Linked DNA regions of Mus musculus: regions 1 and 2 are each linked to region 3. The links are chromatin contacts, called in public Hi-C and HiChIP or PLAC-seq maps. All regions are on one chromosome and are shown on one strand. The core of a region is the stretch at or near the end of the contact, and the rest is flanking DNA. Distances in the headings are between cores, read along the strand shown.

What was found. Hi-C and Micro-C count contacts between places; a contact is called where the count stands out from the background. HiChIP or PLAC-seq counts read pairs in DNA pulled down with a chosen protein or histone mark.
Region 1: a contact with region 3 is called in an H3K4me3 HiChIP or PLAC-seq map of intestinal crypt epithelium, with 5 read pairs. The contact joins the enhancer-like site here to the promoter of Nav2 in region 3. A contact is called at or near these places in 1 of 39 promoter capture datasets (pre-B cells), 8 of 484 Hi-C or Micro-C datasets (the G1E-ER4 cell line, bone marrow-derived macrophages, cerebellar granule neurons and 5 more), 3 of 115 datasets of contacts at active chromatin or transcription factors (embryonic stem cells, intestinal crypt epithelium and pancreatic cancer cells) and 2 of 9 other capture datasets (adipose tissue and bone marrow-derived macrophages).
Region 2: a contact with region 3 is called in a Hi-C map of the MC38 cell line, with 2.7 times the contacts expected there. The contact joins the enhancer-like site here to the promoter of Nav2 in region 3. A contact is called at or near these places in 1 of 39 promoter capture datasets (hippocampal neurons), 1 of 15 datasets of contacts at CTCF or cohesin (the NIH/3T3 cell line), 16 of 484 Hi-C or Micro-C datasets (the C2C12 cell line, the MC38 cell line, the MNK3 cell line and 10 more), 7 of 115 datasets of contacts at active chromatin or transcription factors (embryonic fibroblasts, embryonic forebrain, embryonic hindbrain and 3 more) and 2 of 9 other capture datasets (adipose tissue and pancreatic islet).

Annotation. Positions count from the first base shown.
Region 1 is chr7:49,288,242-49,292,684 of GRCm38.p6, reverse strand. The region is part of intron 1 of Nav2 (neuron navigator 2); the gene reads right to left. Among named protein-coding and RNA genes, the nearest start is that of Nav2, 44 kb to the right of the region's middle. Within about 2 kb of position 2,149, at least 8 of the 459 cell types and tissues checked have an H3K27ac peak or open chromatin away from gene starts, as enhancers often do. A contact at or near this core is called in intestinal crypt epithelium, where this site is marked.
Region 2 is chr7:49,211,326-49,215,420 of GRCm38.p6, reverse strand. It overlaps a transcript of Nav2 not described here. Among named protein-coding and RNA genes, the nearest start is that of Nav2, 33 kb to the left of the region's middle. Within about 2 kb of position 2,195, at least 48 of the 459 cell types and tissues checked have an H3K27ac peak or open chromatin away from gene starts, as enhancers often do. A contact at or near this core is called in the C2C12 cell line, the MC38 cell line, the NIH/3T3 cell line and 5 more, where this site is marked.
Region 3 is chr7:49,243,952-49,248,501 of GRCm38.p6, reverse strand. Nav2 (neuron navigator 2) reads right to left here and starts at 2,313. Exons shown (of 39, transcript NM_175272.3): 1 at 1,304-2,313. The coding sequence starts at 1,561.

The sequences.
Region 1 (4,443 bases), core at 900-3,399, 44 kb before region 3:
TCCAGAAACAGCATGCCTACCTCTTCCAGAGACACTGGGACTGGCTCCCTGAAGCACTTACCAGCTAAGATGTTTCAATGACATCAGCATTCTCAGAACTGGACAGATCTATCCCCCAAGACCCCCCCCCCCCCTTCAAAGCTTGGCTTGTTCCCTGGGGCCCTTTCTCCCAGAGTGTTGTGCGCACATGGACAACTCTTTAGGCCAAAGAGCAATCAAGCAGAGCTCTCCCCATCATCTGCAGGAACTGCCCATGCAGAATCTTCCTCACCTAGGCAGAGCCCACAGTGCTGAAGATGTCCAACGAGGGCCTTTAGTAAAGAGGCACTGTGGCAGCTGACATCAACCCATTGCCAAGCAGGATCTTGCTAACTGAATTCACACAGCCAACAAGCATCTCTTCATTGACCACTGAGTATCAGGAACTGTTCTGATGGTTGGGGAGAGACAGTGACACAGGAGGAAAAATCAGTACCTGTCTTCTATAAGCTGCAGTTCCAGGGCTGCTAATGGCAGACAGAGCCACGTGCAGGTGAAGGGATGGGAAGACCAAAGAGAACAAGCTAGCCAGCTAGGCCAAGCATGCCAGAGTAGGGGTGGGACACTCAAGAGGGGCTACTCAAGGAGGCTGCCTGCAAGCAGAGACTTAAACACACCTCAGCAAGAAAACCACAAGGAGACCTGAGGGAAGAGGGGTCTGGGCAGGGAGAAGGGTAGTGCACAGGGTCTAAAAAGATGGTGTCAAAAATGCTCAATGACAGAAGACAGGGTAAGCCAGGCAGGGGGCCTGGGTCTTAGGAGCAAGGGTCAGTCGCATGGCATGGGCAAGATCTAGCCCTCAATGTGGTTTTATTAATCCATCAGCTAAGAAGAACCGTTTTCAGTTTTAAAAGTTTGGAAGGAGGAAGAGACAGAGGTGGAGAAGACAGAGGTGACCGCATGCCAGACTCCTGCTGAGGCTGACAAAACCTAGCATGCTAACTATCTGGCCTTTGCCCAAGAAAGCATGCTTATCAACCTTATCTTAATGCACAAAGGGCAGTAAACTGTAGTGCCTGTAGGAAGTGCTACAGGGTCTGAGTAAGATGGTAGCATATCCCCTTGCGCACCTGTCAATATTCTGGCTATTTGGGGTCCTGAGCAGGTGATCCAGGGAGAGACCACTCTGAGGGGAGTAGGGGCAGTCAGTGTAGTCTGGAGTGACGGCAGTGAGTGTGGGAGGCAGGATGGATACTCAGACATATTAGCAGCAGAGCAGGAGTGTGAGGAAGAGAGCAGGGCACTTTGATCGGAATGATCATGCTGTTTGCTGAGATGCAGATAACTAATGGGGGAAGCAGTGTGTCGGCAGGCTTTGGGGATCAGGAGATCCACTTTGGTGGCTGTTAGTCAGTTTGAGCTCAGGATTATTCATTAAAGCAGAAACACCTACACACACATACACAACACGCACACACAAAGCATAAAGAATAAAGACGTCTCTGACTCTACCTGAGAAAAAGAGGAGGGGACATGTAGAACCCTGACTCTTACATGGGAAGCATTTCATCTCGATTCACTAACTAGCCACAAGGACAAGCTCTCCACTCATTTCTTCTGCCTCATTGATAAGGAAAGCAGACCTTAAAGGTTGAGCTGTTTTCTCAGAGTTGAGCAGGGTTGGATCTGGGGGGCAAAGCCAGTGTTCATGTTACTCTGTTTCACATCTGACCCACACCATATATATCTACTTAAAATGTGCCCTTCAGACGAACTGGGTTATCCTAGTCTCCTGGAAGGATTTCTACTGCCCAGAGACAGTAAAAAGACCAAAAACCAACTAAACAAAAAAACCCAATTTTTTTCTTACCTCTAAATTTACTAAAGTCAAGCAAACACATTTTATTCTAATAATTTTCCCTATATAGTAGTTTTGAATCACAAAATAAACATGATAATAAACTCATTAAAATGACAAGTAGAAAGGAAGAGAAAGTGAATATGTTCCCTGTCCTTAAATACAGACATAATGGAGCATTGTAGGGCTGCTCCAAGGCTACACTTACCCGCTGTATAGACAGCAAAGGTTGGTTTCTGGGGTTCAGAATTGTAGGTCTAGAAACTGAAGATGTGGCACCAAACCAATGGCCTACGTGGCAGAGGGATCAGTTAATAATTAAAGAGGTGGCATTTGTTAAAGCAGCATGCAAGAATTATGTGCCTAGGGCTGTACTACATGTCCTAACACGACCACGTCTAACTCTCTGACTCTGTTCCACAAGGAGCAGGCTGAGATGCCTCACTCCCAAGTCACAGAATTGAAACTTTAACCCAGGTATGATAGACCCTAGAAGAGATCTCCAACTCAGTGTATTTTATGCTTAGATAATTAAAGCCAACTAAAAGGCGAAAAGGTACTCAGTAAATGTGTGTGTCTATCTGTCTGTTTGTCTCTGTGTGTTTGTGTGTGTGTCTGTCAGTGCCTGAGAGTCTCTGTATGTGTACATCTGTGTGTGTGTCTGTATGTCTGCGTATATGTGTGCATGTCATGGTATGTGAACATCAGAGGTCAGCATTGTAGAATTAGCTCTTCTCATCCAACTTCACATGGTATGTGGTGCCTTAAATAAGAAATGTCCCCATGCAATCTCAGGCATTTGAGCACTTGGTCTTCAGCTGGTGGCACTGTTTGGGGAGGTTTAGGAGGCGTGGCCTTGTTGAAGGAAGTGGGGCAGGGGCAGGGGAGGCTTTGAGAATATATACCTTACCCTACTCCCAGTTCACTCTTTCTACCATGTGCTTGCCATTAAAGATGAATGCTCTCCCCTTCCCATACCTGCCACATGTCTGCCATATGGCCACACCTTCGCCCTACCATGATGTACTCTTATACTTCTGATGCCATAAGCCAAACTCTCTCTTCCTTAACTTGCCTTTGGTACACGTTTTTGTCACAGCAACAGAAAACTGACTAATACACATGGGCTCCAGACATTGAAGCCAGGTCACTAGGCTTGCACAGCAAGCATTTTTACCCACGGATCAATCTCTAGGTAAATATTTCTTTAATGAATCAAAACTATAGCTAAGGAAATGGCACAGTGTTAAGAGTGCTTCCTGCAGAAGCTTGAGGACCTGAGTTTGAGTCCCCAGAACCTACATAAAAAGCGGAGCTCAGTAAGTACCTGTGATCCCAGCGCTGTGGTGGGCAGAGGAAGGAGGGTCTCAGGGGCTTGCTGGCCACTGACCAAGTTCCAGATTCAGTGAGTGACCCTGTCTTAAAGGAATAAGGAAGGGGGCGACAGGAAAAGATACTGATGCCCCCTCTGTCTCCACATACTCACTCACGTGCACATACATGATGCACACATGCACAAACAATAGCTAGCTAGAGAGTTGATAGGCAGTAGCAAGCAAGCCAGCCAGGAGCAACTCGTGTGTTCTTGTAGATAGTCAGTGTTCACTGGGCAGGCTCTCACAGGGCTGGAACTAAGTTCACAGGCTGAGAGATCAAGCTTGTGTTGCATGCACCAGAGTGCGTGTCACACGTGGATGCAGAATGTGGGAGATGCTGAGGATGCCCTGATGCCATTCTACAGACTCTGCCTCATTTCGCTTGACCTGTCAGTTCATCCCGGTCTGTCGTTCTGGAGGCGGAGAACTTGCAAGGTTTGTGATCCCAACATGTTACTTCTATTTTACTCATTGGACCTTGAATCCAAACATTTCTACGTCTTTTTCTCATATCGATTTCCTCCGGATCAACTTCTCATCACACCACTGAGTAGATTTTGAACTGAAGGCTCTGGCTCTCCAGCCATCTGGTGGTGAGGGGGAGTCTATGCACACAGTGGGGCGTGGGGGTGGGGGTGGGGCAGGGCGGAGGGAAGGAAGGGTTCATTGTTCTGTTGAATCTCCAAGTGGATATGTGATCTCCAAAAAGTAAACGTGATGCTGCCAGACTGGCTCAGCAGGCAAAGACACCTGCCACCAAGCCCAATAGCCTGAGATCCATCCCAGAACCCACATGATAGAAGGAAAGGATCAGCTCTCTCAAGATATCCTCTGACCTCTACATGCATGCCATGCCACAGTGTGCGTGCCTTCCAGCCCCCATCCATGAACCACCAAAACCCACGTCTGTGCTATTTGGCTAGACTCCGGATGCTCTTTTTCCTTAGCGGCTGTCACAGAGCAGAGCTCACTAAATTCAAGCCCTGCTTTCAGAAACTATGCAAGGACAGTGCTGGTGTTTTTCCAGGCATGGTGTTAAAACAGAACTTGATTCATTCACTTCCACACTGACACAGAGTGTTCCAGGTTCTCAGCTTCTGAGAAAGGCAGGGTCTCTCACCAGGCTCTGCACACACCCCTTCGTCTGTGTTATGGGAGCCTCAACCCCAGTCGTGCCGCCACTCTACAGATCCACCCCCCCACCCCCCATTTCCCCGTGTGCATAAGGTC
Region 2 (4,095 bases), core at 946-3,445, 33 kb after region 3:
TGAGTACACATGAAGCAGCAACCCCCTCCCCCCCCCCCCCCCGAGGCACCACAGTGACACTCTGGGATCATCCAAGCCTTGCCTGATTGTCTCTGAAGATTTGACCAAGAGATTTGCCAGCACGTTGGCACAGGAGGCAGGCTGAGCTTAGGACCTGGAGTCCTTGTACCATCCTATGGCCCATAAATAGTCAGTCCTAGCTAAAGTTGGGGTACCGTGGATGAGTGACAGATTAACCTAGCTCTTCATCCCATCTGGGTGACTATGGGCAAACCTGCACTTCTCTGAAAATTGAACATCATGGGAGCAATCTGATTGTGTGTATACAGCATAGTTGTGCATGACACATTAGCCACATAATTCTCAGCTTTTCCTACCTGGCAGTTTGTCCATCCGCTAGAGATCAGGTCTCATCTGCTAAGTGTGGATAAATGCCAGATTATACAAGACACTGCATGTGTATGACCAGTTTAACCCAGTACTGAGCCACAGCAAATGCAGGGAAGGAACTGTTATTAGCATATCATCACTGTCAGCCCTTTCCTCCTAATCTCTTCTCTCCCTTGAAAGATTCCCAACACTCAATCTACATAAGAGGACCTGCCTTGAGCTATGAGTGACACTGTGTGTGTGTGTGTGTGTGTGTGTGTGTGTGTGTGTGTGTGAGAGAGAGAGAGAGAGAGAGAGAGAGAGAGAGAGAGAGAGAGAGAGACATATGGCAGGGGGCAGCATCATTATGCCTGAGGTTCTAACAGTAGCCTATAAGGCCAGGTCTATTCCCCAGCAGCATCCCCTTGTGAGATGAGCTATCAGGGTCATACACACACACACACACCTACACAAGCTATCCCAACAACCCAGCTGTTTCCTTGCAGGGGTACTTCTTTACATGCAAGTATCTGTCAGACCCCTGATACAGCCTGTTCCCACAGGAAACCCACTCAGTAAGCCTGCTGATCTCTGCAGAGATATTTCCTGGATCCCTAAACCCTGCCATTTTGGAGGTTGGTCAGAGCCCATGCGAGTAGAGACCACTGGTATGAAGGGAAAAAGGGTTTATCACAAAGAGGGAATTCCATTGCTAGCTCCAGTCAGACACTGGTAGCTGGGCAGAAGGTGGAAGCAGGCCAGAAGCCATGGATATAAAACAATCCATGAAGACCAGGTCGGTCCATCCTGACTCCCGCCATTGTGCACACAGAGGTGGACACTCATTGGATTTGAAGATCCTTGGGTTCATAGGTCAGCTCTACTAGTCAGACCGGGTGTCTCCTTACTGTTCAAAACTCAGTTTCCCTCTATGAGACAATGAAGCTGAATAACTGCTGTGCAAATGAGGGTGGGCATGAATGATGCTTGAGTTCCTACTATGGTATCATTACTTGACAGTGAGCCCTAGCCATGGGTCATCCCAAGAGAACCTCGTCTCTATGTATGGCATTACCCCATGTGTGTTCAAGTCCTGGGCCTGTCTCTCATTATTAGGAAGTTAGCTAAGTACTACCAGTCACAACTAACTCTCATTCATTTAGTAATTTAATGGAAAGTGCTTGGCACTGTACCTGGCTCATAGTAAGTGCTCAATAAAGATTGGCTGTTGCTGACAGAACTAAGTTATTTAGCAACATTCCTAACATGCGGCTTTGAGAAACCTACCATTGCCTTTTGGGGGTGACAGGTGGACAGGGGAGCTGGGACACCCACCTTTCTGGCAGGTATGCTCATTTTGGATCTAAGGAGCCAAACTTTATTTATGTTTATTAATTCCCTATACTGGAAAGCCTACCTAGCCAGTTGCTTTATAGACACAACAATTATCTGGAGTAAGCATTATTATCCCGTTTATTGAAGAGAAATTAAAGTTCAGAAAGGAGAAGTGAGTAGTGAGGGAAGAGAGCAGTAAGGGAAACAAACAGGATTCTAACTCAGGTCAGCTTTATCCTGGCAAGCTGACTCTGACCGGTAAGGGGGCTCTATGCCTCTCTCCTATGTACAAGGTTATGGAGGGGGTGCCTGGCAGTTTCCTAGCATTTATTCAGCTCTGTTAGCCTGCCTAGGGTAGTTGATCTTTGAAAATTCAAAACACTGGAAGCTAGGGAAAAAAATAAAAAAGCTCAAAACAATAAAGAGTGATTCAGAGTGAGTCCTCCCTTGGCGGTTACGGGAAACGGGGAGGTGACAGCTTAGTCACTGTGGAATGGCCCAGTCCTTACTCATGGGCAGCAGGTCACACTGCTCAGGACAGAAGCCAGCAGAGCTTCTGGTGCCAAGAAGGCAGGAAGAGGCTCCAGCCAGGAGGGGAAGCCGGAAGAAGGAGAGCTGAGCAGGATCCATCCTGAAGGAGGTTCAGGCCAGAGGCCATCTGAGCCCCCAGACCCTCTCTCTCCACATCCCCTCTGTTTTCCAGGTTAACTACTCTCTGTGTTCAGACCCAGCAAAGATCTGGTCCTCGGGATGTGCAGAGCAAGGGTCTGTGTCACTGGGAGAATCACAGATGTTGAGAGCATTGGCAAAAGAAGGGCTGGCTGTCCCACAGGTGGCACAGGGCACTGAAGCCACCAGAAGGATGCCCTGGGGCTCCTGGTGTTTGGGTTGAACAATTGTTTTTCAAGCTTGCTTTTGAGAGTACCGAAGAGATGTCTCAGTGGTTAATGGCAAGTCCTGCTCTTTCAGAGGATCTAAGTTCAGTTCAAAGGCTCACATCAGGTGGCCTACAATCACCTGTAACTCTGGGATCCAATGCCTTCTTTTGGACTTCATGGGCACTTCGCGCACACGCGCTCGCGCGCACACACACACACACACACACACACACACACAGTTTTTAAAATCCCCAAACATGTTATGACTATTTTGTTTTACACACAGAAGTTCACTATAGTCTTTCCATGTCCATCAATCTTAGTCCACACAATGCAAAGACGACTTTACATTGGCTTCGGATTGGCCCAGGGAGGGCTGGTTCACTGTGTAAGCATCCTAGTGTTCCACACAGATGACTCCCTTTGTGTCTTAGGCAAATGAGACTTGCTTCTCTGGGCAGCTGGGTCTTGCATTTAAGCTGTAACCTTGGTGCCTGGATCTGGAGCAGGATACTCCTTTCTCTGCCACACATTCCTGCAGGGCTTCTGCTCCATTACTGCCAACCTCTATCACTGCTGCCTTCCCTGCTGATGGCTTCTCCCATAGAGCCTCCGTGTCTCTTTCTGTCTCTCCTTCACTTCTGCTCATCTCAGATGCCAGTACAGCTCTACAGTGACTGGGACACAAGAGAATTCAGCACACATTGATGCAGGGGCAGGGGTAAAGAAGAGACGGCTTGGGCTCATAGTTTGGCCCTCTTAGGTGGGTGAGATACCTTCCTTTATCCAGTCTGTGCCAAGACCCAGGGCACAAATTAAAGAAAGGACTTTCCTGAGACCAGACCCCCTGTCTGTCAATATGTGTTAGGTGTGTATTTTGGGTTGTAAATCCCCTAGAGACACTTGCATTTAAGATTTGCTACATTGGTGCTTTCTGAGACGTGGTGGGAACTTGAAGAGGTGAGTCCTGACGCAGGTTTTGGGTCACTGCGGCCGTGGCCCCTAAGAGTTTGTGGGATCTTTGTCTCTTTTCCTCTCCTTTTGCTTCTCTGCCTCTTAGCTACTTTTCTCATTGCTGTGACCAAACACCCGACAAGAAGCCACTTAGGAGAGAGATGCTCTATTTTGGTTCATAGTTCAAATGAACACAGACCACCACAGTGGGGAAGCTACAGTGGCCAGTGCTCAGGAAGTAGACTGGACAAAAAAAGTACAGGACCCAACCCTCCCCTAAGGACACACTTCCTTCCAAAAGTGACCACCTCCTGAAGATTCTACAACCTTCCAAAACAGTGCCACCAGCTGAGAGAGAAGTGTGAAACACAAGAGCTTGTAGCGGGTCGGGTGGGGGTAGCATTTCACATTCAAAACACAACACAGATTGCACATCCTGCTCTATCAAGTATATCCCCATGGTGGGAGGCCACATCCCTGGCCCCAAAGCAAAGGGCCAACCAAGCATAGAATAACACCTCAAAAACCAAGAGTCAAATAGCCTCTTTATATCAGCTAT
Region 3 (4,550 bases), core at 1,064-3,563:
GATCTTGCCTTCCTCCCACACACCATCCGTCAGGGCTGTCAGCTTCCAAAAATGTTTAGCAAGTGCAGCATCAAGAGAGACACCCGCTGATGGGCGGGTGCGGGAGCTTGTGTGGGGAGGGGGCCTTCTCCGGCTCTGAGTTCCAACAGTCTGCCTCTGAGCAGCTTCTAGACCCAGCTCCTCCCTCAGAAAGGTTAGGAATGTGTTGAGCGTTAACCTCTGATCAGGGAAAGTAGGTGCCCAAAAGGTCGTCTGGTCTGTTGCTGCTTGGCCCTATACCAACTCAAGACTGCCTCCCCTTCTGGCTTCCCGGCTTCTCCTCTCCGGACTGGGACAGCCACAACAGTCAGGTCAGCCTGTCCCTAAAAGTCCCTGCTGACTGGCAGCCAAGAAAATACAGCATGGCCCTGCTCCCTCCTGCCAGAAGAGGGGGAAGGCGGCAGGGAAGGCAGGAGTCCAAGAGAAACTGATTGGCCCTTAAGGATTTCCTTAAAAGAGATTGCATGGCCAGGGCCTGTCACCCAGCCCAGTAGGGGGATTGCTTGCTCTGCCAGGAAAGGTAGAAGTCACCGTTTCTCGTTCAGCCATGCTCTTACCCACACCATCACCTCCCTAATCACCAGAGATACCAACGCTGGCAGCATAGACTACCCAAGAAGGAGGGGCTTAGCTACAGCAGCCATTCTGAGACAGCCAAGCCACCCCAGTTACTAGGAGTCTGTAGCAGCTAGCAGTTGGCAGCACCTGGCCAGAATCCCTTCTCCCTAATGATGGGGCAGAGACCAGCCATCTTCAAGCTAGGAGGAGGGTTAAGTTCAGGGCAACCACTCAGTATCCCTTGTCCTAGATCTCACAGCTGAGCCAGGTAGTACCCAACCCATCAAGGCACCAGGCCACTCCTTGGGGTTACAACCTGAGTATAGACACACATCACAACAGCAGATACCCATCCTCTTGGGGCCAAGCGCTCGGCACTGATGGCCCTTAACATTTCCAATGTCAGCATGCATTTTTTTGAAAGCACCCCTACACCTGCTCCAGCCCCATAGAAGCAGCTGGCTGCCAGCACGCCTTAGCTTTGCAGAGCTCCCCGGGAGAGCCTCTGGCACCCTGGCCAGCTAAACCCCTCCTGGCCACACCCACTGACCAATGTATCCTTCCAATCTGGCAGCATAAGGGGTATGCTTCCTCTCTCCAATCACATTATGGTAGCCTCTCCTCAAGGCAACCGTCCTCCTCCCTCATGAAGGATCATCCATCACTCCCACCCTGTAATAGTGCCCCAGCACATAGCACTGCTCACCTGGGTATCGAACCCGTTCTCCAGAGAGCTGCTCTTCAGCAACGGGAGCCCCTCCCCCGTCGGCTCCTGCAGCCCCTGCGATTTCAGGGGGATTTGGCTAGTGTAGGCCGTCTTGCTCACCTCCACCTTGCTTCCCAACTTAAGATAGCAGGGCTGAGGACCAGTCCGGGCCGGGGGCACGTGCAGGATGGGCGCGGCGCTGTGCACGGGTTTGGGCAGTCCCGATTTCATTTTGGAGGCTACCAGGATGGCCGGCATCTTCTCCCGGGGCTTTGGCTTTCCCAGCACGTCCCTGGCAGCGGCGGCGGAGGCGACCGCTAAAGGCAGCGCGGGCAGCCGAGTAGGCGCCGGGCCTCGGCCCGCGAGGCGCCCACCAACAGTGGAAGAAAAAAAAAAAAAAACCCAAAAAACAGAATCCCCGGGTCGGGGAACTGGGGAAATCCTGCGAGTGCGCCTGCCGGGTGGCGGGCTAGTCACTGCCCTCAGCAGGTCCCACCTGCGCGGATGTCGCAGCGGGAGGCCTGTTCAGAAGCTCTGGGTTCTCGGGGACCGCTGCCTCTGGCAATTCTTCTCCTGGGAAACCGAGGCGTGGACGCCCATATTAACTTGTCATTGCGTCTCCGAAGTGAGAAGGCTCCTTAGGAAGAGACACCGGCTACGGGGACGCACACGTCGCGCTCTGGAGCCTGCGGGTGTGAACCTTGGAGCAAAAGAGCAGAGGATGGGGAGACGGAGGACGCACGGAGCCCAAGACGTATCAACCGCGAAGCGGCTGTCACCCAGCAAACGCGCCACAGGGTCACCCGCGCCTAGGCAGACTCTGGGCGATCTCCGCAGACAGGTCTGTCTGGGCGTGACAGCCGATCACCGATGCTCACAAGCCCCTCGAACACCAAGCACCTGAGCTTCTGCGGCTCTGGCCATGCTCCGTGCGCTCCAGCGCAGCACGGCGGTGGTGACAGAGCGCGGGCACCAGGACGCGCAGCTGGCCAGGCTGGCAGCGCTGCGCTAAGCTGAGCTCGGGGGAAGGCAGCGCGGGCTGCAGGGCTGGACGCAGGGGAGGACCGGCTGCGGCGCGCGCTGACAGCCCGGGCCGTTCCCGCGCGCCTATTGGTTAGCCGCGGACCAATCCGCGGTCGCGACTCGCACTGCAAGGGGGCGTGGCCTCAACTCCGCGGGGCCGCCGCCGAAACTCTGGGGCCGCGCTTGGCCGCAAGTACAAAGCGAGCTGGTGGCCGCTCTGCGGCACGGCCCCGGCGCGCGCCTCCCCGCGGGCCGCCACCCCTGCGTCCCCGGAGCCGCCTTTGAAAACGCCGTTGGGTTGTAGATTCCCGCCTCCTTCCACCCCCAGGCATGTGTTGGGGAAATCAGTTTCTCTTTTTCAAATCGCTCGGGTCATCTCAACGGTTTGCGGGTTCCGGAGGCACGCCCCAACCTCTCTGCACCTCCATTGGGAATGACTGGGCGGGTCTCCTTGTCCCCCGCCTGAAGGACACTCCAGCCATTTCTTCTTTCCGGGTGGGCTCAGGGGCGTCCCAACAGCTTCCTCTGCGACATTCAAAGGTTGCACGTTGCACTTAAGTATTTGAAATATTTATAGGCTGATACAATGGCCGGGGAAGCTTCGCGCCCCAAGACAGCTCCTCCTTGCCACCTACCACAGACTGTAATTAGAGTGGCTTGGTGACCCGGGCAGGCTGAGGCTAAACCTGCCCTGGTTTCATGGTTTCATGAAGGCCTTCCTTTCTCTCTCTGACTCAGGGTCTGAGGACTGAAGGGAAAATAGAAAGTGCAGACAGGGTGCATGGGGCTGATCTTCAAGGACACCCACCTTAGAGATCAGTTTGGATTTGAATTGGGAAGTTCCTCCATCTTTATAGACCTAACACTGTGTCTCATGCAAGTCAAGTGGAGGTTTGAGTACTTTTCCCTAAAAGCACTGCCCAGCTAAATGAGATAGTGTCTGGCAGTGTAGGGGACCAGAAAAAAAAAATCTGTCTTTATTATTAATGAACCCACCGGAGTATGTCCCACTGTCATCTCTTTAAGCCACTTTTCTGTGTCTAGGACAGATGTTGTCACTTTCTTCCTATCCTATAGCCTGAAGTTGTAACATCCATAGGGTTGAATTTCACTCATCCTAATGATATGGGCTATATCATTCTCAAACTTACCTGGCAAAACTCTAATGTGGCCAGGAATGGGGGTGTAAGCTTGTAATTTCTGCTACTTTAGAGGCTGAGGCAGGAGGATCCCAGGTTGAGGTCAATTTAATGATCCTCTTTGTTCAAATAAAATGTAAAAAGGAGCTGGAGATGTAGCTCAGTGGTGGGCAGTTTGCTCGCTCCGCATCTGCCAGAATCTGTCTGATTCCAGTGTAAATAAATACTGTAAATAAATACCCAATCCTCGACTGGTTTTAGGCAGTGGAACCTCTGGGAGGTTGTAAGTACGTGACCGAGAGGTCCTCATGATGGGCCCAGTGCCATGTTAGAGGAGACACGATGAAGATGGATAACTTCTGATAGTGCAATGGCAGCCTTTCTGAATCCACAGAAACCACAGCCCTTGACAAGAATCTGACCATGGCTGCAGCCTGATCTCAGATCTCCAGCCTCTAGGCCTAGGAGAAAGAGGCATTTGTTGTTAAAGCGGCCCTGTCAACAGCATTTTGTGTTAGTAGCTTAAACTAAGAGCCCAGACTGAAGTAAAAGTTCAGTTTTCAAACAGCCCCTGGAGTGTTGAGATGTGACATGATACTCCCTGCTCCCATATTTCCCAGCCTGTTTGCAGGCCCTTTCTACCCTAGCTCGGGGGGGGGGGGGATGCACATAGCCTGGTTTAGCTCTTTAAATCACAAGTTTGTCCCTGACATGGTATACTCTGCCCTCGTCCATCTGGACAATCTCCTATGCTAGTATCTTGTTTTATTTAACATATTTATTGTTCCGAGCAGTCTCTTCTAAAGGAATAAATGTTTGGAAGAGCCGTCTTTTGACTTTCATGAGATTCTGTCAGAAGCAAGCAGAACGCTATGGACTGAAAAGCTACCCAGATTGTCACTGAATGGATGAGTGGTGCAGTTGCCTTTGAGTAAGAACGCCATGAGAAAGGGTTGTGGGACTTTCCTCCTTGAACTCTGATTCTTCACAGCTGCCTGAAGAGTTGTAGAAGGGCAGTCATGATCCCTATTAGGGATTGTGGAGCTATTCCCAAATATCCTCAGAGCTTAGGCACAGAGGGTGTC